Linked DNA regions of Sus scrofa: region 2 is linked to region 1. A link is a contact called in public HiChIP or PLAC-seq data. All regions are on one chromosome and are shown on one strand. Each heading gives the region's core, a stretch centred on a gene start, on an enhancer-like site or on the middle of the called end of the contact. The rest is flanking DNA. Distances are from core to core; before and after follow the strand shown. Region 1 holds the start of FLCN (folliculin). Region 2 holds the start of DHRS7B (dehydrogenase/reductase SDR family member 7B).

Region 1 (2,700 bases), core at 9-2,508:
AGGCCCGGCCGGGCGACGGCCAGGAGGCACCGAAGCCCCTGGGCGCCGCCCGAAGCCCCTGGGCGCCGCCCGAAGCTGAGCTGCACAGGCCAAGCCTCACCGCGGGGAGGGAACCGCCGCCGGGGCCGGAACAGCGGGCAGCTCTCTATGGACCCCCCACCCCACCCCCGTCTCCGCCGGGCGCCCGGGCTTTCCAGGATCCGAGCAAAAGGCAGAAACGTCCGCCCGCCCGACGGCCTCCTCCCCTTCACACTCCACGCAGAAGCTCAACCCCCGCCCTCCCGCCGGGGCCGGCGCGCGGGACGACGCTGCCCTCCCGGGGTGCGCCCCAGGCCCGGGGTTAACTGCAGCCGCCGCAGAGGGCCGACGCTGCGAGGACCCGGCGCAGGGCGGCTGCCGGCCCGCAGCCTCGCTGTACACACAGGGGACACACGCGGCGTCGCGGGCACCGGCACTCAACCACCGACAGGCTGGTGCCCCCGACACGTCCGCCCCGACGGCCCCGACGGCCCCCGCGGATTGTGCCCGGTGTCCCCCGGCTGGCGACCCATCGCCTCCCGCGGGGACTCCTCCCGGCCCCCGGCCCCCCGGGGCCGCCGCGACCCACCCCCGGGCCGAACCTGCCTCCCCCGACCGGGCGCGCCGGACCGCACCCGCCACACCCGACGGCCCCTCACCTCCAGGGCCCGCGGGACCCCGGGCGGGGGCGGCGACGCCGACGCGCCCCTCAGCCCGGCCTCGCCGGCCGGCTCCCTCCCCTTGCCCCGAACCCGCGGGTCAACTAACCGGACAGACCAGGGCGACGCCAGACGCCGGCGGAGTCCTGAAGCCCCTGGGGCTGCCCTCGGGGTCCGGGGCCGCGCCGTCACCTCCTCCCCCGCGGCTGCACGGCGCCCGCCCCCAGGCGCGTGACTCGCCCGGGCCGTACCACTGCCCCGGCCGCGGGTGGGGGTGCGGGCCGTACCAACGCCCAGAGGTTTAGTGGGGGCTCGGGCCGTACCATGGCCCGCCTGGCGGAGGGGGTGCGGTGCGTGCCACCCGTCCCAGAGGCGGTGGGGGCGTGGGCCACACCACCGCCCAAGCCGCGGGTGGGGGCGCGGACTGTATCATGGCCGATTCGCGGAGGGGGTGATGGCCGTACCACCGCCCAGGCCGCGGAGGAAACGCGCGGAGCCGCACCCCGGGAAGGCCCGGAGAGCCCGGCGGCTCCGAAGTCCAGCAGAACGCCGTCGCCACTACCCCCAGCCCGCTAACCCTCTGAAAATTCCGGAGTGGTTCCGCCCGCTCAGACGGAGGGGCGGGGGATGTCGGAGGAAACCATTACAGGAGAGAGGGGTACTTCAATTTAAAGAACCTTTTAAAAAAAACTTGAAAAATATAGCTATCCTAGGATTCCCAGTGCACACCAAAGAAACAAAAAAGGGAATGTCGCGATTCCATAAAGGGCGCTGTAATTCCCTTTGCTTGCACCATTAGTTTTTATTAAATTTCCGATTGAACCGGTCTTCGGTGGGGCGTGCGAGCATGGGGCCGTCCGCCAGCTGACGTAAACAGAGGGCGACGTCGAGGGAGAAGGCCGTCGGGTGACGCAAAAAGCCCGCGCCGCCGGGAAAGTGGGACGGGAAAGCGTGTGCGCCAAACTTTAAAAACTGTGGTTATCCAGAGATAATCTTCTAAAACCTGGGCGTCTTTTGTTCAGACTGTATAGTGGTCAGTCCGAAAGGCTTCAGTGCCTTATGCCAGGCGGCCTAGAGTGAGGGAGTGTCAATGGACCGCCCTAGACCAAGGGTAAAATCACCGGGTCTGAGAGTTCCCTGGTGGCTCAGGCAATTAAGGATCCGGTGTTGTCACTGAAGCGGTTCGCCTCGCTGCCGTAGCTATGGGATCGATTGCCGGCCCAGGAACTTCCGCGTGCCAGAAGCGCGGCAAAAAAACAAATCACGGGAGTCACTTCTGAGCCGAGGAAAGCGCAGATGGGCACCTTGTGGTAGAAGATTAAGGGCTACAGGGGATGGAGTTTTGAGGCCAGTTATTGCCCCTATATTATTAACTAGTCCTAGCAATCCAGTTCCTCTTGATATTGGACAGCCAAGAACTTAGCATACTGGCTGATAAGTCAAAAAATAATTTCCGAAGCAAACAGTAACACAGGAGTTCCTATCGCAGCTCAGCGGAAACAAAGAAAGAAACAAAGCCATTAGGACGCGGGTTCGGATTCCTGTAGGTCGCAGAGGTGGCTGTGATCTGGCTTTTCGGTGGCTGTGGTGTAGGCCACCGGCTAGAGCTTGGATTCGGCCCCTAGCCTGGGAACCTCGTATTCCGCACCTGCAGCCCTAAAATGGGGCGGGGGGGGGGGCAGTAACAACAACAACAAAACCCCCACAGGGATATACTGATTTGGAGTTCTAGGTTTACTTCTGTCATCAACGCCTGAGTTTTACAGAGTTTGTGAAATGCTTTTTGAAAGCCTTAGTGGAAAGGTGCAAGAAATGACTGCGGCCTCCTAGTCTGTGGCCTTTCAATTTCTAACAGAAAAATTTCCCACATCTGTCACAGTAAACAAAACTCACCCTGAAAATGACACAGCAGCAATTCTGAATATAAATCTGACCAACTGATTTCCACACTAGTAAAGAACTTAACACAACCTTCCCAAACTTTGCTGCCATGCTGCTTTTATTTAAAGGGAGCTTAACATCT
Region 2 (2,700 bases), core at 66-2,565, 290 kb before region 1:
GCCATGCATGTAGCAGCTCGAAGTTCCCAGGCCAGGGACAGAAACTGCGCCACAGCAGCAACCCAATCTGCTGCAGTGACGACGCTGCATCCTTAACCCATTGCACCACAAGAGAACTCTGAGAAGTATCATGTTCAAGAAACATACGTGTATATGACGCCCAAAAGTTATTTTAAAAATAAATTGTCAGGAGTTCCCGTTGTGGTTCAGTGTTTAGCAAATCCGATTAGGAACCATGAGGTTGCGGGTTCAATCCCTGGCCTTGCTCAGTGGGTTAAGGATCTGGGGTTGCTGTGAGCTGTGGTGTAGGTTGCCGACGCAGCTCGGATCCCGCATTGCTGTGGCTCTGGTGTAGGCTGGTGGCTACAGCTCTGATTCGACCCTGAGCCTAGGAACCTCCATATGCCTCGGGAGCGGCCCTAGAAAAGGCAAAAAAAGAAAATAATAATAAAAACTGCTAGGAGTTCCCCGGCGGCCTAGCGTTTAAGGACCCGGGGTTGTCACTGCTGTGGCGCAGTGACAGGATGGGATCCTGGGCCTGGGAACTTCTGGCATGCCTCGGCGCGGCTGAAAAGCTAACAAACAAAAAAGTAGCTAGTCAACTGTCAAATCACTGTAGGAAAGGGAACTGAAGAAAGGCTCTATGGGTAGGACCATTTGTTGACTACCTATTCTGTGCCACACGCTAGCTGAGTATGGTCCACGCGCCACGCGCAATCTCATTACGCGTCACGACAGCCTCAGGAGTGGACGCATCATTCCCAAAGTTACAGTTCAGGACGCAAGCCCAAGCAGCACAGCTCGGGAAGTGGCAGAGCCAGGGCGGGAGGAGTAAGAGATCCACAGTGGCTACCCCTGCCCTGCTTCCGAAAAGAGAGTACCTGCTTCCCTAACTCTGAACCCTGACAGGTGCTGCCAGCCTGCACGGGGCGGGGCTGACACGCACCGAGGAGAGTCGGGGAAACTGGGTCCACCGCCTGCCTACACCCACTTGCAGCGGCGCAAACCGAGGCTCACAGCTCAGCGAAGGAGCAGCTCCCCAACCAGAAAACGCCAAGCCGGACTCCGGAGCAAGGGCCCGAGCTGGGCCCACCGAGGAAGGCTCTCTGGGCTTCGGCCTCTCCACCGCTTCTCTACGCTCAGCACGCGAGATGCGCTCGAGCCGGACTCGCCGCGCCGCTGGCCACGGCGGTGTCTCCGACAGCCTTACCTGGTAGCTGCGGAGACCATGGCGAGTCAGCTCCATCGTCCCGCCTCGCCCGTGACGTATTTTCCCTTCGCCCAGCCAGGCGGTTCCGTCCAATCCCAGCCCTGGGGGTGCGCATGCGCGTCGGGAGTACACACGCCCCGCCCTGTAAGGCGCAGGTAGCTAGGGCTGCGCGCTGAGGTTTGAGCAGCGTCCTCTCACGTCAGTGCTGCCCCTCAGTCTTCCGGGGAGAAATGGGGAACGTCGTCTCGGAGTTCCGCGAAGGGGAACTCGTGGGGGGTGCAGGTGACACCAAGATGGAGAATGTACTTTGCTTCATATAAAACTATAATTAAAGCCTGTGATATTGGCACAAAGGTGAATTAAAAGTCAGTGGGGAGTTCCCATTGCGGCTCAGTGCGTTAACAAGCCAACTAGTATCCATGAAGCCACGCTCAGGGGTTAAGGGTCCGGCGTCGTGCTTTGGCGTAGGTCACAGTCGCAGCTCCAATCTCATGTTGCTGTGGCTGTGGCCTTAAGCCGGCAGCTGCAGTTCCAATTGGCCCCTAGCCTGGGAACTTCCATGTGCCCGAGGTGCAGCCCTAAAACACAAACCTAAAGAAAGCTCTAGAAGAGTTTCCTGGAGGCTTAGCAGTTAAGGATCCAACGTTGTCACTGCTGTGGCTTAGGTAGCTGCTCTTGCTCAAGTGTGATCTCTGGCCCAGGAACTCCCACACGCTGTGGATGCAGCCAAAAAAAAAAAAATCAAAATGAAATCCGAAAATGTTCAAGTAACAGAAAGGTACGAAAAACTAAACTGAAAAACAGAAAGCAGAAAATAAAAAATGACACACTTAAACCATAACTTATTAATAATTACATTAAGGAGTTCCCTTGTGGCTTAATGAGTTAATAAGCATCTGGTGTCGTCACTTCTGTGACTGGTCACTGCTATGATGCAGGTTTGATCCCTGGTCTGGGAACTTCCACATGCCAAGGGTGCAGCCAAAAAGAAAAACAACAATTACAATACTAAAAGAAAAAAAAAGAGAGATTGGAAGAGTGGATAAAAATGATATAATTCAACTCATTTGCTGTGCAAAGACCCTGTTAGTGGGCTGCAAAAACTAACTACAGAGTAGTAGAAAATCTTTGAAAATCACTTATCTGAAAAAGGATTCATATCCAAATTACATAAAGAACTCAAAACTCAATAGTAGGAGTTCCCATTGTGGTGCAGCAGAAACAAACCCGACTAGAAACCATGAGGTTGTGGGTTCAATCCCTGGCCTCACTCAGTGGGTCAAGGATCCGGCGTTGTGGTGAGCTGTGTTGTAGGTCACAGATGCGGCTCAGATCTGGCACTGCTGTGGCTGTGGTGTAAGCCATCAGCTACAGCTCCGATTCAGCCCCTAGCCTGGGAATTTCCTTATGCTGCAGGTATGTCCCTAAAAAGACAAAAAAAAAAAAAAAAAAAAAAAAAGGCGACAATACCAAATGCTAGACAGGCTGCG

What was found. HiChIP or PLAC-seq counts read pairs in DNA pulled down with a chosen protein or histone mark.
Region 2: an H3K27ac HiChIP or PLAC-seq map of alveolar macrophages shows a contact between it and region 1. The contact joins the promoter of DHRS7B here to the promoter of FLCN in region 1. A contact is called at or near these places in 1 of 5 promoter capture datasets (liver) and 1 of 2 datasets of contacts at active chromatin or transcription factors (alveolar macrophages).

What each region holds. Positions count from the first base shown.
Region 1 is chr12:61,027,744-61,030,443 of Sscrofa11.1, reverse strand. It overlaps FLCN (folliculin), which reads right to left and starts at 1,258. Exons shown (of 11, transcript XR_002337421.1): 1 at 787-1,258.
Region 2 is chr12:61,319,280-61,321,979 of Sscrofa11.1, reverse strand. It overlaps DHRS7B (dehydrogenase/reductase SDR family member 7B), which reads right to left and starts at 1,315. Exons shown (of 7, transcript XM_021068046.1): 1 at 1,211-1,315. The coding sequence starts at 1,230.